Linked DNA regions of Anser cygnoides: region 2 is linked to region 1. The links are chromatin contacts, called in public Hi-C maps. All regions are on one chromosome and are shown on one strand. The core of a region is the stretch at or near the end of the contact, and the rest is flanking DNA. Distances in the headings are between cores, read along the strand shown.

Region 1 (3,915 bases), core at 536-3,035:
CCTGAAAACCTTAAGAGCCCCACGCCAAGCGCAGGGACAGCACGTTGCTCGGTGCCACGCTCGAGTCGGAGCAAAGCTCCAACTCAGGTGGAGACCCAGCAGCGATCCCCCACCACCTGCATGCCCCGGAGAAGGTGGAAGGTAATGAGCTGTGGGCTTGCTGCCTGGACCCACACCAAGCAGCAAGGCTCTCATTAGCCTAAGCTACTACTCAGCGAGCTCCTACTCATTAGCCTTTTAATAGCAGGGCTGCTCCGAGGAATCCTATTCTTCCCGATGCTCAGCAACTGTAGGGTAGGCACCAGCAGCAGGCAGGCCAGGCGGGGCCCGGGCGTCCCACGAGGGTTTCCAAAAGGATGCTGGAGCTCCCTTAGCCCAGCCTTGGGAGGCAGAAAACCTCGGGCACCGGTTCAAGTCGCTGCCTGCGCTGCCCAGCCAGCTCTGCATGACCTCATGCTCCATCAATGCGCTGCCATGAGCTACGGCGCGGGAGGAGAGAGCTCCTACACGGGCTGCTCCGTGGGGATGCCTTCGCCCCACACTCCTCCGCAGGTCCTGGGCGCATCCCAAGGACCCCCTGCGCACAGAGCTGCCTGTGTGGAGCAGCAGGAGCCGGCTGCCTCCTGCAGCACGGCGTGCCAGCGGACGTGTGCGCCCCGGCATCCTCGCGCACGCCGCTCCGACGGGGGAGTTTCTGGGGTGGGACATCTGCGGGAAAAGGAGCGAGCGGCGTAAAATTCCCTGCATATCTTCCCAGGGCTGGGACGGGAGGGGTCCCGGTGCTAGATTTATACTTCATTTATTCCGAGGGAGCAGATTCTCTTTTCTCCCCTCCCAGGAATAATTCCTCGGGTGGCGGGTGTCACCGGCCGGCCCCTCGCCCAGCAGCGAGGCACGCCACTCACATTTTCCAGTGCTGCAAAACGTTTTGGATGCTCCTACTTTTTGGGACGTTTCAGGGCCGGCGGCAGAGCGGTTCAGCATCTCCATCCTCCCCACACACGGATCTCTCAGGTCAAGGACGGAGCTGTCACGGCCCGGACAGCCAGGAACCAAGGCCACAGAGCTCAGGCACCGCTTTTGGAAATGTTTGCTTATGTGCACCCACAGGCTGGCCGGAAGGCAAAAATAACATCCTCCGAAAACCGGCGGGGCTGGGGGGGGGTCAGGTCAGGGCTGCCCGGGGAGGGCCGAACGGGCGCCCTCCTGCGCGGGGGCTTCGCTCCCCTGCTCCCTGCTCACACCCGTCCCTTTGGGGTCACCTTTTGGGGTCAATCTTTGGGGTCGGCCTTTCGGGATCGCCCTTTTGGGGTCAGCCTTTTGGGGTCAGCCACCCCACTGTAACCCTTGGGGGTCAGCCTTTTGGGTGATCGCCCAACCCCCGGTGACCCGCAGGGCGCTGCCTCTCCCCGCGGCTCCCGGTGCCGTGCCGTGCCGCGCCGCTCCCAGGGCAGCTGTTTACACGCTTATCTCAGCCCGAAAGCACGGCACGGCCCAGCTCGGCTCGGCTACTCCCGGCTCGGCAGCCAGGAGCGAGCTGCGGCCCCGAGCTCGTCCCTCCCGGCCCCTCTGCTCCTGCGGGGGGCTGCGCGCACCCCCGGGCCCCCCCTGCACTCACCGGCCACCACCAGCAGCAGCGAGAGCCCCAGCCCCAGGAGGAGCAGCGCTCGCCACCGCCTTGCTGGCTCCATGCTGCGTGCCGAGCCGTGCCGAGCCGAGCCGTGCCGAGCCGAGCCGCTCCTGCTCCGCTCCGCCGCGGGGCTCGGGGCGGGGAGTGACTCGGGGCGGCCCGGCACGGCTCGGCACGGCCCGGCCCGGCCTCACGTGCTCCGCCGCCCGCCCCCGGGGTGGGACCGGCACGGCACGGCACAGCCCTCCGGAGCCCTGCCGCCTCTGCCCCCGTGGGTCGGGCTTCAAAGGTAGGGGTGGTTAATTAGGAAGCACCGAGCGAGGCGCTAATGAGCTCGGGGAGCGCGCTTGGGGTGCGTGGGGTGCGCGCTCCGGGGGTGGGGGGGCGTGCTGGTGGTGCGTGGGGTGCGCGCTCGGGGTGCACGGGGTGCACGCTCAGTGCATGGGGTGCACGCTCAGGGTGTACAGATGCACACTCAGAGTGCACAGGGTGCACACTCAGTGCATGGGGTGCACGCTCAGAGTGCCTGGGGTACACACGCAAAGTGCACAGGGCGCACACAGGGTGCATGGATGCACACTCAGGGCGCATGGGGAGCACACTCAGCACAGGGCGCACACTCAGAGCACAGGGATGCAGACTCAGGGTGCATGGAGTGCACACTCAGAGTGCATGGGGAGCACACTCAGCACACAGGGTGCGTGCTCAGGGCACATTTTCTCTCCCTGGGCGGGCTTCCCCTATGTTCCTGCAGGGCACTTTGGAGCTCAGGGCGCATCCCACACCACCACGCACAGATCAGCCCAAGGAGCCCAAGTTCCTCCGGAGCAGCCTGCAGCCAGGTCGGGGACAGCCCCACAGCGCAGCACCACACGTCTGTTGGCTCAGCCATGAACAAGACCCTCTTTGAGCGTTGTCCAGCCCAGACCCCAGGGGAGGCCGTGCTGGAAAAGCCCAGCCGTGCTTTCCAGAGCTGGTGCCACGTGGGGAGCTCTGCCCGGGAAGGCAGAAACTGTCGGGCTAAAGCACGCTCAGGCTGAATTCATATTCAGCAGCAAACGCTTCTGAAGAGGGTACAGGAAACCACACAGTAAAAATATGCAGGATCATTTGCCTCCGCGCTGGAAATCTCCTCCTATCCCCCCTAAACGTGAAGTTGACCTTATCTCTTCTTGCAAAACCCTCTGTTTTAGCATTAGCTAATCTGCTGCAGATAGTCCTGCTGCTGCCCACCGTTACATGTTGACTCTTCCCGAGTCTTGCTCCATTTCTGGCTCTGGCAACTTGGCAATCTCAGCCGGCAGCGAGCTCAGCAGCCCGGCCACGTGCCGTGCACTTTGATCAGCCGTTCCACCTCATTTTCCATCCCCGCTCCAGCATCCAGCCGCCTCGTCCCTCGGACACAGCCTGTGCCTCCTGTGAGGCGCAGCCAAGCGGTGCCCCACGCAAAGGGAGCTTGCCCACCCCCGTAAATAAACCCTTTGAACGTATCCCTGGAGCACCAGGGCGTGAGGAAGGCAGGGAGCACGCACGTATCTCACGGCCAAGCTCGGCGGTGGAATTTCCATCAGTTATCGATGGAAACACCAGCGAACGTTTTGCTCAGCGAAGGGAGAAACAGCAGCTGGAAAGGAGAGAGTGGACAAGACACTGAGCTTGCTTTCGAATAACCCTTCAGCCTCAGGGTAATTACTGCTATTGTGTTCAGCGGGAAACAAGGTCGGAAGGGGAGCACGGGGCAAGATTCCCAGGCCCGTACGCAGGCAACTAGGCCAAGGGTGTTTGTTTTGCCTTTTGAGGAGCAACCGCCTGGTTGTGTCCCAGAAGGAGCTGCAGAAAAATCAGCAGCCTTTCTAAAAACAGAAAGCGGAATGTTTTCCTTCTGTCCCCTGGGGCATAAATGCCGCTGTCCCTACTGACACGCATGGGAAAGGATATTAAAAACGGAGGCGGGGGAGGCAGCCGGAGCTCTGCTCTCCGCAGGACCCCCCGTCCTGGCAGCACCAGGGGCTCCTCGAAGGGGGACCTGCGGGGGGACGAGGGATCCCAGAGAGGGTAGGGGGGCACCTGGGGCTGGAAAGGTGCCGTGCTGGAAGATCCTGGCTGGAAGAGGGATGAACTGGCTGTCAAAAGAGAGAGAAGCAACCTGTGAAGCCCAGGGAAGCGTTGAGGAGCAGAGAGAGCCCCCCACGCGCACACCACGCCCCAGCTGCGCGCAGCCGCCAAGTTTTCGCAAGGGATGGCTCTACTTGAAAGGGTTTGGTAGGTCGAAGGTCAGGCATAAT
Region 2 (3,915 bases), core at 768-3,267, 400 kb after region 1:
GCCAGCTGATCTGAAATACTCCATCAGCTGTCCTAGGCCAGCCTGGTGAAGTGCCCTGGCAGTGCCCTCACAAATGCTGACCTGAGCATCCTCAGTCAGAGCACAGGTTGCAAGGAATTCCAGATGGCTTCTCCTTGCCCCTGGTGGCTGACTTGCAATAATTTCAGGGGGAGCTGTGCATGATGCCCATCAGCAGAACAATCCATGTAGGAGGGTCATTTTCCCTGGCTGGGAATGAGAGCCTCTGGTCCTTTGGCCGTTGCCGTCATCAATCCCACATCTCAAAAGAACTTTCTCCATATCAAACACTTGTTAGGGACAGCTTTTTGAGAAATAACCCTGTATATCTTGTGCAGTACAGTGGCATCAGCCCCAAAGAGCTCTCTCCCAGATCAGACAGCTAAAAAAATCCCATCTGGTCCTGACTGCTCTGAAACAATAGAGATGCAGAGGTATATATTTCAGACAAGCAAGCCCCAAGGCAAATCTGTGCAAGTCTCTACAGACTGTACTAGTGCTAGAATTGTAACCAAAAGGAAATAAGCTGCCAAAACATAGCAGGGCTCAGCGATGTTTTACACATTGCTGTTTTATAGACTCACCTGCACGGCGAGCGTTTTGCACCACCTATTGTACTCTCTCCTTCGTGCCCATATTTCATTATAGGTTTGCCATTTCTCAACGTGTAAAAATAGGATGTGCTGGCATGGTTTAAGTGGTGCTAAGAGCACCATGGAGAGGCACAGCGATAGCTGTGAGGGAAAGAAGAGAAGAGAGGAATTCTCCCGAGCAAAGAGCAATATCAAGCGAATGCTGAACCGACAACCTCTTCTGCTGGGACCGAAATGCTCTGGCAAAAAGCCACCACCATGTACATCCGTACAGCAACCAGCAGCCCCTCAGAGGAGAGCACATCAGGAATGCATTCAGCACACAAAGTCTCAGCTGAATGAGACAGTGCAGACAAGATAATCCTGCTGTTTTATCTATCCGAGGGAAGTCAGGTTTGGATTTGAAGGGCAATTTTCCAGGACTTTCCACCTTGTAAATTCAAAAGCAAGTGGCTGTACGCTGGTGCCAGTCTCACACCTCCCTCGTGTCAAGGATGATTCAAGACAAGTGAGAGGGAGGTCTCCAGGGCTGGTTTTCTGAACGGGCTGTTTTCACTCCACTGCAGCACGGCGCAGTGCTCAGTGCTATCCAGGTCGCTGAATTTTCAGCACTGATACGTCCCATGCATGCTGTGCCCCTCATGGGCTTCCATTTGGTGCTGGGTCTGGTCAAACGGACCTCGTGGTGGTAGTGTTTGGGGGGCCATCAACTCTGTTAGTGCCTTGATGGAATAAAGACTGTGTGTGGCTGGAGGAAAAGAAAATAAGGAGAAAGTGGGCTGGAGGTGATATTGGAGACTTGTTTGCCAAGATTTAATACATTTTGGATAACTGACAGCTGGCTTTCCACAGCCACATTTTTCCTCTCAATTCTTTTTATTTCCTCAGGCAACATTTACTTCTGCTTTTTAAACAAAATACAGTCAGAGCCAGGATATCGCAGTGCAGGCTGACTGACTGCTTTCAGACAGTTCTCCAAACCTCCTGAACATGTTAAACCACCCTTCTGAGCAGCAGGAATAAGGATGTGGCTCTACCAGGAAGCATTAGCGAAAACATTATCATTCATAAGAGCTGCTCAGTATTTCTGGGCTGAAATTATCCACAACAATATTTTTATAATTTTGTTTTTAATTTCTAGTAGTGGGAGGAAGAGTTGCTGTTCCAGCTGCAGAGAGAGCTTTTCTCACTATCTAACATGGTAATGTTTTTTTTTTCCAATGCTGAGAAACAGCAAATGAAACACGGGAGGCTGAGGCCATCACCAGATCTTGGCATCACAAAAAATACGTTACTGGGGTGGGGCTGGGACATGGTCAGCGAGTTGCCGGCTGTACAGACCTGGAGCCTGGTTTTCAGCAGCTGCACATGCTGGATTTATCAGCCCGTATGAGATATGGCACCGCAGAAATTGGTCTGAGACCGCTGGACTATTTACTACCACTATACCAGAATAATTCATATGCTTATTCCCTGCTCTGAATACATCCAAAACTAAACCTCCCAGGTGAAGTTGCACTGATTTAAAGCTGGCCATAAATCTGTTGACCCTTGCCAAGCCAAGATTTTCTTTTTTATTTTTATTTTTTGAAGCAGGGGAAATATGAGTCTCTGTGGTGTAGGGAAAAAAAAAAAGACAATTTTCCAAACTCTGCAGTGAGAGAGAAAAATACTTTTGCATATTTGTCCTTCGTCCATAAGCATCAAGCAAATCTTCATACCCTTTATGCTGCATTGTCCCCTCATCTTGCTCTGTTTCCCGTTTGTTTTTATCTCCCAAAGCTTTCCACAGTCTCTCCTGCAGTCCCCTAAATTTTCTCCCTGGCCTCTTGCACAGGGACTGAAACAAGCTTGGATTGCTTGTCCCCGCCTAACCAGGGAGAGCAAACAACCCAAAGCAAAGTCCCCGTGCAGCCCCGTTATCAAAATGTTCCATCAGCACACTTGGATTCAGCACCCGCCCAGTGCACTGTCCCTGATCCGCAGCCCACGGGGGGAGGCAGACCCAGGAGAGCCCGAGACATCTCCCCCTTACCTGCACCCTGCTGTATGCGGGAGGATGCTTTTCAGCACAGGGTGAGCATGGCTGATGCAGGATCTCTCATGTCCCTGAGCCGGTGCACTGATAGCAGATAGCCCGTGTTTTTATTACTGAGCAGATATTTTTACCCTTTGGGAAACAGAGCTGATTTTAGGGAGGGAAAATGCTTCACCAGCCTGCTGATGGCCAGATTTTGGAAAGCCTCCTTATTCAGGACAGCCTGAGTCATTTTAGGCTTGCTTTCAACTCCCACTGTTTAACCATTAAGCTTTTTTGTAATTCCCTTCCACGAATAGGTGCCTGTGTCATACAGCATCTCACTTCTCCTTCATGGCATCCTTTCTTAGCCTTTGGACAAGAAAAGGAACAGGTCTTTGGTAACCAGAGTACGTAGAAATCTCTAAGTTCGTTTGCTGGTTTATTGCAATGGAAAAGAGATTTTCTTACTGTAAACGCATTAATATATTCTGATTAGCCTTGAACAGTGGTAGGAGGGAATAAGATAAGGTCTCAACATACTTCAGAAGTAAACAGCAATGTGTAAAGTTGTTTTAACAGCTTTAGGATGAGTTTAAATTAGGTGATTTTTTTTTTCTAAATGACATATCTTGAAAAAAATAGCCCTTCAGCTCTTTAATGACACATTCACTTATATCACTTAGATGTTCCATGCTACTTCTTCTACAGGCACGGCTGTGTGAAGTGCCAGCATTGTTGTGATCTAAATTAACCAACTACTTCCTTAGCCGTTCTGCTGGTTAGCTAATTTTAAGGATGCAGATTTTCCCCATGAAATTCTCAGCTGGACACCACATCAAGGGTCTTTGTGTAGCACCAAGCATGGTGGCCCTTGACCACGGCCTCCAAGAATAGTGAAAATAATGAATTTGGGCCATCCAGACAGGAGTAGTTTTTCTCAAACTAAACCATTTGGGGATGTTGGAATCCCTTCAAGCCCCAAAAGCACTCACCATGCATTTTCTCCAGGGCTTTGGAGATTCCCTGTGGACAGCAGAAAAAGGGATTTTGTCCGTTTTGTCCACTTCTTCCAGTTATCACTCTGTCTTCTACTTAATAGTCCCTTACCGGGGCTGGGCAAGCATTTCTGCAAACCTACTGAGAAATTTGGCTTGGAGGGCCAAGGGATGGGATGGGACTTGGGTTTCTCCGTGGTTATTGCCACGCAAGGGTCCTGGGCCTGGCGAGGAGGCGCTGGCTGGGGGCAGCTCCAGCAGCAGCCGGAGCAGGCTGAGCCCCACACCC

The links. A called contact is a pair of places that touch in the nucleus more often than the background predicts.
Region 2: a contact with region 1 is called in a Hi-C map of liver, with 4 times the contacts expected there. The contact joins the enhancer-like site here to the promoter of MFGE8 in region 1. A contact is called at or near these places in 2 of 7 Hi-C or Micro-C datasets (both in liver).

The regions. Positions count from the first base shown.
Region 1 is chr11:8,322,537-8,326,451 of Taihu_goose_T2T_genome, forward strand. MFGE8 (milk fat globule EGF and factor V/VIII domain containing) reads right to left here and starts at 1,786. Exons shown (of 10, transcript XM_048072024.2): 1 at 1,619-1,786. The coding sequence starts at 1,691.
Region 2 is chr11:8,720,079-8,723,993 of Taihu_goose_T2T_genome, forward strand. No RefSeq gene overlaps it. Among named protein-coding and RNA genes, the nearest start is that of MTHFS, 51 kb to the right of the region's middle. Within about 2 kb of position 2,018, at least 2 of the 3 cell types and tissues checked have open chromatin away from gene starts, as enhancers often do. A contact at or near this core is called in liver, where this site is marked.